Regions from separate parts of the Sus scrofa genome. Here regions 1 and 2 are each linked to region 3. A link is a contact called in public Hi-C and HiChIP or PLAC-seq data. All regions are on one chromosome and are shown on one strand. Each heading gives the region's core, a stretch centred on a gene start, on an enhancer-like site or on the middle of the called end of the contact. The rest is flanking DNA. Distances are from core to core; before and after follow the strand shown. Region 1 holds the start of ANKRD49 (ankyrin repeat domain-containing protein 49). Region 2 holds the start of FUT4 (alpha-(1,3)-fucosyltransferase 4). Region 3 holds the start of CEP57 (centrosomal protein of 57 kDa).

Evidence for each region. Hi-C and Micro-C count contacts between places; a contact is called where the count stands out from the background. HiChIP or PLAC-seq counts read pairs in DNA pulled down with a chosen protein or histone mark.
Region 1: a contact with region 3 is called in an H3K27ac HiChIP or PLAC-seq map of alveolar macrophages. The contact joins the promoter of ANKRD49 here to the promoter of CEP57 in region 3. A contact is called at or near these places in 2 of 5 promoter capture datasets (fetal liver and liver), 1 of 47 Hi-C or Micro-C datasets (heart right ventricle) and 2 of 2 datasets of contacts at active chromatin or transcription factors (alveolar macrophages and skeletal muscle).
Region 2: a Hi-C map of skeletal muscle shows a contact between it and region 3, with 7 times the contacts expected there. The contact joins the promoter of FUT4 here to the promoter of CEP57 in region 3. A contact is called at or near these places in 3 of 47 Hi-C or Micro-C datasets (heart right ventricle, liver and skeletal muscle).

The regions. Positions count from the first base shown.
Region 1 is chr9:26,633,221-26,635,920 of Sscrofa11.1, reverse strand. It overlaps ANKRD49 (ankyrin repeat domain-containing protein 49), which reads right to left and starts at 1,305. Exons shown (of 3, transcript XM_003129790.4): 1 at 1,168-1,305. MRE11 (double-strand break repair protein MRE11) reads left to right here and starts at 1,325. Exons shown (of 21, transcript XM_003129788.5): 1 at 1,325-1,460; 2 at 2,174-2,291. The coding sequence starts at 2,272.
Region 2 is chr9:26,678,156-26,680,855 of Sscrofa11.1, reverse strand. It overlaps FUT4 (alpha-(1,3)-fucosyltransferase 4), which reads right to left and starts at 1,316. Exons shown (of 2, transcript XM_013979290.2): 1 at 762-1,316; 2 at 1-760. The coding sequence starts at 1,316. It also overlaps a transcript of PIWIL4 not described here.
Region 3 is chr9:27,811,513-27,814,212 of Sscrofa11.1, reverse strand. CEP57 (centrosomal protein of 57 kDa) reads right to left here and starts at 1,269. Exons shown (of 12, transcript XM_021062690.1): 1 at 1,026-1,269. It overlaps FAM76B (protein FAM76B), which reads left to right and starts at 795. Exons shown (of 11, transcript XR_001298742.2): 1 at 795-2,389.

The sequences.
Region 1 (2,700 bases), core at 56-2,555, 1.2 Mb after region 3:
TACTCATTAAACACTAAATAAATACCAGTAAATAATGTTAAGTTCACTTGTTAATTATATCAATTATAGTAATATTATAGCACAAATTTTAAGGCCCCCCCCTCCTTTTTATGAAAACTCTCGGAGTTCCCATTGTGGCTTAGTGGCAATGAACCCTACCAGTATCCAAGAGGATTCAGGTTTGATCCCTGGCCTTGCTCAGTGGGTTAAAGATCCTGCATTGCTGTGAGCTGTGGTGTAGGTCGCAGACATGGTTTGGATCTGGTGTTGTTGTGCATAGGGTGGCAGCTGCAGTTCCAATTTGACCTGGGAACCTCCATATGCCACAGGTGTTGCCCCCCCCAAAAAAAACCCCAAAACTACAGAACACTGTAAATCAAATATAAAGAAAAAATAAAAATCATTAAAAAAATAAAATAAATCCAGTACTTTAAAAAAAAAAGCTCCTTATAATTTGAATTTACTGTTCCAGATAAAATTAATTACATATAAAGATTCTGTAGCGGATTTAAAAAGTTAAACCGAGATGCATATTCCTGATTCAGGATTTAAAGAGTCCATCAAGACTCCTATTTGATGATACCCCACCAGGAAGAAACAGTCTATGTTTTGCTAAAGATCACATTCCATAGAGATCTAAACTATATCAACTCCTCACAAACAACCCAGTGACAGGGGTGGGGGGTGTGTAAACCCCATTTTACAGGTGAAGGCACTGAGGTTCAGATAGATTAAACAACTTTCAATGAAACTGAAAGTCCATATTTTCTAATTCAAAAGTTTCACATTATTTTTTACTGCACCCTGTTTTACTGCCGTCTGCACAAAGCAACATAGATGTGCTGAACCAAGGATCCAGGGAGACAGTAAGAGGACGCAGGGAAAGGCCTGCAAACTAGAGTCCGAATGCTCAATCTCGGGAGTGGGAGTGAGGCTAGAAGGCCACCAGTCCCCGCCGGTCACTTCACTGGCCAGGAAGTCGAGTCTGCGGCCTTCCAAACTGCTAAGGACAAGGAAGCCGCTCCTGCTCTACCTAGGACCCATGCGGCGGCCCTATTTACAGGGCTCCGCAGGGGTCGACAGGTGACCCGCCCCTTTGAGCCCAAGAATTCTTAGGTGGCGCCAAGCAAGCTGGAAGCGGACCCCGGATAAGAAAGAGCTACCTACCTTGCGGGAGGGGGAAATCGCCGCCGGGAACTTCGCTTCCGGGGTTCGTCCCCTCGGCTACTCAGGATTGGCTCTTCTAAGAGGGCGGGGCGTCGCCGCTACTTTCCCTGCGACCTCACAGCATCCTCAACCAATGAGAAGAATTAAAGTACTACGTCATCAATGAAGTCTCGCGAGAAAAAGCTGCTGTTTCTCTCCCGCCTAATTCAGGTCTTTGGCCAAACCTATACTGAGAGACCAGCTCGGGCTGTACCGTTACCTTTTTTCTCGCGGATCTCCCTCCTTCTTCCCGGGTAAAACACAACTTCGGGTCCCCAGGGTGGGGCTTTGGAGAGTCCCGGTGTGGGGTAATTTAGGAGTCGTTTCTTGTATCCCGGGCTCGGAGAGGATTGACCCTGTGGCAAGAATGGGCGGAGAAGGCTGGGGAGGAGCCTTGGAGGTTGGCGCGTTCTGGTTTCCGATAGTCCAGTGGTGAGGGCTTGTTGAGGCTTGGAATTCCCACCGTTCCGCGGTGGCTGCGCTCCTCCCGCAAAAGCCTGGCCCTTTTTCTTAAGCTGCTGACACTTGATGTTGTCTCTCCGCAGACCACGTGTTTCTGTTTATTTACACCAGCTTTAAACACTGGGCCCTTCTCTTATCAAAACAAGCCCATTTCTTTAAAAACAGTTCTGTGTTTAAGCAGGAAATACCGGCGTCACTTCCCTGCTTCATAGTAGCCTGTCTATGCAACTTAAACTTTGCGGCACATGGAGAGTTGTTGATGTATTAAAACAGAACTGGGTGTGACCCTTATTGCCCATTCATTTAACAGAAGTTAGCTTCCCACAGGGCATGGTGAAGGGAAATAGGAGAGGAGCTGAAACATAGTGGTCAAACTAGAATGGCACTGGAGACACTATTTTCTGTTCTTAAAAAAGTATAGTAGGTGCTTAGATGAAAATGAGACTTCCAAAATTACCAGTCTGCTTTTTAAAAATGTGTTTTAAATAATATAATTTTGTTTTAGGATTTGGAATCGAGTGAGTTTTCTGACACATTTGATCGCAGGACCCAGGGGTACTTGGAGAGAAAACTGATCCGGGAGGAGCTGGACTGACCGCAGAAATGAGTCCTGCAGATACCCTGTAAGCTCCTGTCTTCCAGAATCTCTGTTGCTTTGGGTTTCTACATCCCATCAACTATGATCATCATAAAAGAAAACTTATGTAATAAATTACGAGTAAATCAAAAGCTTGCCTATGAACAGAAGTGTTAGTCATCAAAAAGGATGTTTGGAATGTCAGTAAATATCATACTGTATGGTTTTTGACAAAAGATAATATGTAGCTATAGTGGGGGTCTTGCGGTAGATTGGCATATTGTTATATGTTTATATTCTTGGTTTTTGGTAAAATATTGAAGCTATAAATGTTTTTTATCTTTTTTTTTTCTTTTTCTTTTTAAAGGGCTGCACACACAGCATATAGAGTTTCCCAAGTGGGGGTCAATCCAAGTTGTAGCTGCAGTTCCTACACCACAGCAAGGCCAGATCCA
Region 2 (2,700 bases), core at 67-2,566, 1.1 Mb after region 3:
AGTGGGAGGGTGACTCGAAGTTCATCCACACCCAGCGCTGGCCGGGGGGCCTGGGACCCCGGGCGGCCAGGGCTTCGGCCGCAGCTGCCACCGGTTCTTCCTCGTCGTCCAACACGAGCACCTGCTGTTCCTCCGCTGGGCGCACCTGGACGCCCCAGGGCGGGGGCCAGTCTGGGGGTCCCTTCACCAGGTCTCGGTGGTGGAAAAGCACCGCCTGGGCCTCCCCGTAGGCCGCGCGATCGGTGAGCAGGCGGCAGCCGCTGATGTTGAAGCGCAGACGGCAGTCGGGGGACGGCCTGGTAGAGATGTGCCGGCCACCGAAGGGTTCCCACCACAGCAGCACGCTCACTGGCCGCGGCGGGGCAGAGGCGGCTCGGGGCAGCGGCGGCAGCTGCTTCCAGCAGACGTAGGCGGTCAGGGCGGTGCACACCAGGCCGACGGCTGCCAGCGCCCAGGCGGCCAGAGGCAGCCCCTGGCCTCCACGCCGGCTGCGCCGTCGGCCCCAGCGCGTACCCATGGCCAGCGCGGAAAGGGCCGCCGCCGCCCGCCGCGCGTCCGCAGGCTTGGAGCCTCGGCGCCGGCTCTCATACTGCCGCTGCGGCTCTGGCCGTCGTTGCCACTCGCCGCCGGCCCTGGAGCGGGAGAGGGCGGTCCCGGGATCTAAAGCTCCACGGGTCCCATTTGCCTCCCCGCCACTCCCCGCCCCGCGCACCTCCAGGGCGAGGGGAGTGGGCCCGGAGGCCCAGCCCGGCGCCGCCCGGTCCCTCCCCTCCACCGCGCCCCCGGCCTGACCTGCCCTGCCAGGCCCCGGGCGTTTCCGGCGGCACCTCCGCCCTCTCTCCGGTTCCTCCAGGGTTCCCGGACTCCTCCGCCTCGCCGCGGACGCTCCCCGCCCCGCCACTCCAGATCCCGTCGCAGGGGTCCCGGGCCTCTCTGCGCGCAACCTCCTCCCCGGCCAGGCTCCCGGGGCCGCGCCCGCCCGAGTTCCCTCCCAACTGCGTCCCGGCCCTCAATCGCGGTGGCCCGAACCCTCGCTTTCCAAAGTGAGGGCCCGGGTCAGCCGTGGGCACGTGCAGGGGACGCGAGACCCTCCGAAAGCCGCTGCGGCGAGAGAGCAGGCGGGCGTGGGAGGAAGACGGCCCGGGGATGCGAGCCTCGGGGCAGGACCGAAGATCCGCTTCCTTCCTCTCGGCCCAGCTACGGGCCAGCGACGCCTGCCGGAGGGCGGGAGCCGGCGAGACCGCGGAAACGGGCCAGATGACCTTGACCTCGTGACCCGCCTGTCCCGCGGTGCGACCCACAAAGACGGTGCATTTTGTGAAACCACGTGTTCAGGAAACCCTTCTGTCATAAGAACATTCGCTTTGCTCACCTCCTCAGCAGAGGCTAGAGAAGACTCGAATGTTTTCTGAGCAATGCAACAGTTCTTTGCCTTTGCTCCCCCCTCTGAATGAACCCTTCCGCCTGCTGGCTCAGAGAATTCTTTGTACCAGCGCTGGGCGAACTCATAACTCAAACATAAAAATATGGCCCTTGAGGCTTTGTCCTCAGGGAACTTCCTGCCTATTCAGTGAGACGAATGAATGAACATCACCTTAATTTTACTAAGCGCTTAAGAAACAGCAGAAAATCTGCACTGGGGACGATTCCGCAAAACACTCTAGACTATAACATGATGACTAAGATAAATAAATATTATAGCACCCTAGTTTAGGGTATAAAGGAGTATGACACTGGCCTCTTCAGTTTTATTAATGAAGCAAGGAGGCATCTACTTCTACAGGGACTGGAATTCTTTTTCGCCTAGGGCTTGAATTTGAATTTCTGACTTTGGGATTTTCATTCATGTAATTAAACTTTTAGTCAGCAAAGTCTAAATAGGGCATGAGTGGGCTGCTGACCTAAGGAAAGGAGGCAGTTTTGAGAGAATTTTTAGATCATAGGAGGAGATCCCTGGTGCCCTAGCCCAGTGCTGTGTAAGTTACCGATGTTAGGAAGAAATAGATTTGCTAGGAATGGGGCCAGCTTGTCATGTGTTTTTGATGCTTTGCCATTTGGGTTTTACTGTGAAGAAGTAAACCAGGTTTGCCCATTGGATTTATTGTGTGGAACCTTTTCATTAAAAACCATGTACAGATTGTAAAAGCTTCTATAAAAATATTTTCAAGTGGCAATGCCTGCCTGCCCACAGGGGCAGTTTGGGAGCTGAATGGACAGCATTAGGTGCTCGGGCTACCCATCAATCTAGTGGCACTTCTACACACGAAAACCTTTTATAATGTTTTTCTTTCTGTAGAATCATTTTCAAGCTAATTAAGCAGACTGCCTTTGAAACAGGAGCTTCAGTTATTCTCCACTCTTGTTTTTTGGTTTCGTTTTCTTACGGCCACACCTGTGACATATGGAAGTCCCCAGTCTAGATGTCGAATCAGAGCTGCATCTGCATCCTACACCGGATCCTTAACCCACTGAGCGAGGCCAGGGATTGAGACTATGTCGTGTTCTTAACCCACCGAGCCACAAGGGGAACGCCTACTCCATTATTTTTAATTAAAAAAGAAAAGGCTAGGAGTTTTCTGGTGGCTCAGCAGGTTAAAGATCTGGCACTGTCACTTCTGTGGCTTGGGTCACTGCTGTGGCTCAGGTTGGATCTCTTATGCCACAGAGCATGGCAAGAAAGAAAAGGGGAAGGGAGATAGA
Region 3 (2,700 bases), core at 20-2,519:
CCAAATTTTTTTCAAGGTTTCTGGAAGCACCTATTGTCTTGGCACATATTCCAAAATGCCTGTGGTGCTTTGTTCTCCTTCCTTTTCTGTTCCTGGGACAAGCATTTGCGAATCCTTCACCACCCAACTAGCTCTCTCTCTTCTCTCCCCAAGCAGTGCTCATCACCCTTGGCTCGGTTTTTCCAGCATGGTGGCACTTATGAAACAATACTGTGTATTAATCTAACTACGTGTAGATTCCTTCAGTGTTTGCTCCTTCAGAGGGATTCTGCTGTATTCATCTGTGCAATCCTAGAGCCTTTTAAAAGTACGCCAGACACTCAGCATTTGCTGCATGAAGAGATAATGGCTCTAACTTGAGCTTCTTCACATTCACATTCACTTCCCATCTATTCCCAGAGCGGCGGGTACCAGCCCAATTCAACAAAATACTAGTAACAGGCTTGTGGCTCTTGCGGAGGCCAAAACAATATTTAAGATCAGCTCCTCCGGTCGCCTCTCTAAAACGACCTTTACACAGAGGTCATCGGAATAAGGAGGCGGTGGGATGAATGCAGAAGGAAGAACAAAAGGGAGGGAGTACTGCTGGCAAAGCAATCAGCAGAAGCACTGGAGACTGGATTATTCAACAGCTGCCAATTAAGGCAACTAGAGCGCCTACCTGGTCTCGGAGCGCTTTCAAGCCTGGCCGTTACACCCACGTGACCCAGGAGCCCAGCTTTCGCAGCACGGGGTGCGTTGGGTAACCATCCCTGCGGGTCCCAGCAATGAACGGCCACCTGGGCGGTAAGCAGAAAGGGGCAGGGGGGAGAGACCCGCCGGCCGGCCGGCCGGCCGCTTTCAATGAACGGTGCAGCCCAGGCAGAAAAGCGGTGGGCGCCGAGGTAGCCCGGGGAGATGTAGGCGCCCCGCGCCGTTCCCCAGAACGGGTAAGATGCTGAGCCGACATCGCTCTGAAGGGTGAGGAAGAGCAAAGGGGCGCCAAGACCGAGACGGGACCTATTCGAACGTCCACCGCTTCTTACCGAGAATTGAGAAGCCGAAGTCTCAGAGACCGACGCTGCCGCCATCTTCGTGCCTGCCTAGCGGACCTCTGCAGTCCCGGAGCGGCCCGGGTGCGCGCGCTGTTCTTCAAGCTTCGAGAGCCGCCCGCCAGGGACGACCCTAAGCCAAACCCCTGATGGAAGGGGCTGGGGTGCTGGTGCCCGGCCCGGAAACCCCTGCCACACACCCCCACTTGGACGCCCGCGCTCTGGAGTGCACACGGAAAGGGCAACACGTCCTAACGGACGCCCTGGTCAGCCAATCAAAAAGGCGAACGTCTTCAGGTGGTAGGAGAATCCGCCCCTTCCCTCGGTGACGTCACAAGGTAGCGCGTCGCAAGGGCTGCGCGGGCGCGTAGCGCCGAGGGTTCCCAGGCCCTTCTGACGGGGTTTTGCATAGGAACGGACTTTCTCGAGGGAAATAGATGGGCGAGGGGTTGTGTTGTTTCATTGGCAACCGAATACAATGACTGAAATAAAAGCGAACGCGAAATTCAAACACTCCATGTCTTCCCTTGGATTAAAGGCCAGAGAGAGCGTGAGTTTCACTCGGGGACGCCTCTCCAGGTGAAGTACTCACCTTTCGGCCAATTAAAAATAGAATTGGGAGGGGCTTAAAAATTTGGTCCAATGGAAGTCAAGGAAAAAAAAAGAATAGGGGCAGAGAGTAAACCTTAGCAAACAACTGCCCAATTGGATTGGGAAACTCCCAACCAAACCTGGGACTGGCTGCTAGAAATAGTCGCCACCGGGACCTTTGGGCGGGGCAAGTTTAAAGTGGATTTCGCGCGCTGAAAGCGTCGCGCTATTATTGGCCAGCGACTTCCTCCCTTTGTGGGAGCTCCCAGCGTAGCGGGGGTTAGGCCTTGGGCGGAGCGGCCTGGTGACGCTGTAGCCTTCCCAGCCAATCAGGGGTGAGAAAGGGAAGCCTAGGAGGAAGCGGATCCGCTGCCGCGCTGCTAAACCGCAGCGAACTATCCTCTTCGTCTTCCTCCGCCGCTCTCGGGCCTAAGCGGGAGCGGCCGGGACGGCGTCACTGGGTGGGCTGGGGCGGAAGTGGAGGCGGAGGGAGACGGCGGCGGCCGCAGGGCCTTGGGCTCTCGCGGCGAGGGCCTGGTGGGCGCGAGGCAGGGGGAGGGGGAGGAGGAGGAGCCCGCAGCCCAAGCGGCAGTGGCGGCAGCGGTGGCTGCGGCGCCCGAGTTTCCCGTAGGGCTCCGCCTCGGAGCGGGCGGCGGTGGAGGAGGAGACTGAGGAGCAGGATGGCGGCCTCGGCCCTGTACGCCTGCACCAAGTGCACCCAGCGCTATCCCTTCGAGGAGCTCTCCCAGGGCCAGCAGCTCTGCAAGGTCCGTGGGCGCTGGGCGGCGGGCGGGCGGGGTTTCCTCGGCGGTAGCCCGAGCGATCTGGGTGCCCGTTGCATTGCAGCCCCTCTCTTTTCGCCGGCGCCTGGGATTTGGAGCCCTCGCCTCCTCACCCAGAGACCCGGTTATCCTAGAACCTGGGCATCAGCTGGGAAAGCCCCCGAGAGGACAGAATCCTACCCTCTTCCAGGAGGCCCAGAGGGTGCCGTGCGCCAGCAATGTTGAGGGGTCTTAGGGGTGGGGCTGAGTGAGGCAGCCACCTGTCTATGCCGCAGAGACCCCGGGGTGGAGATGTT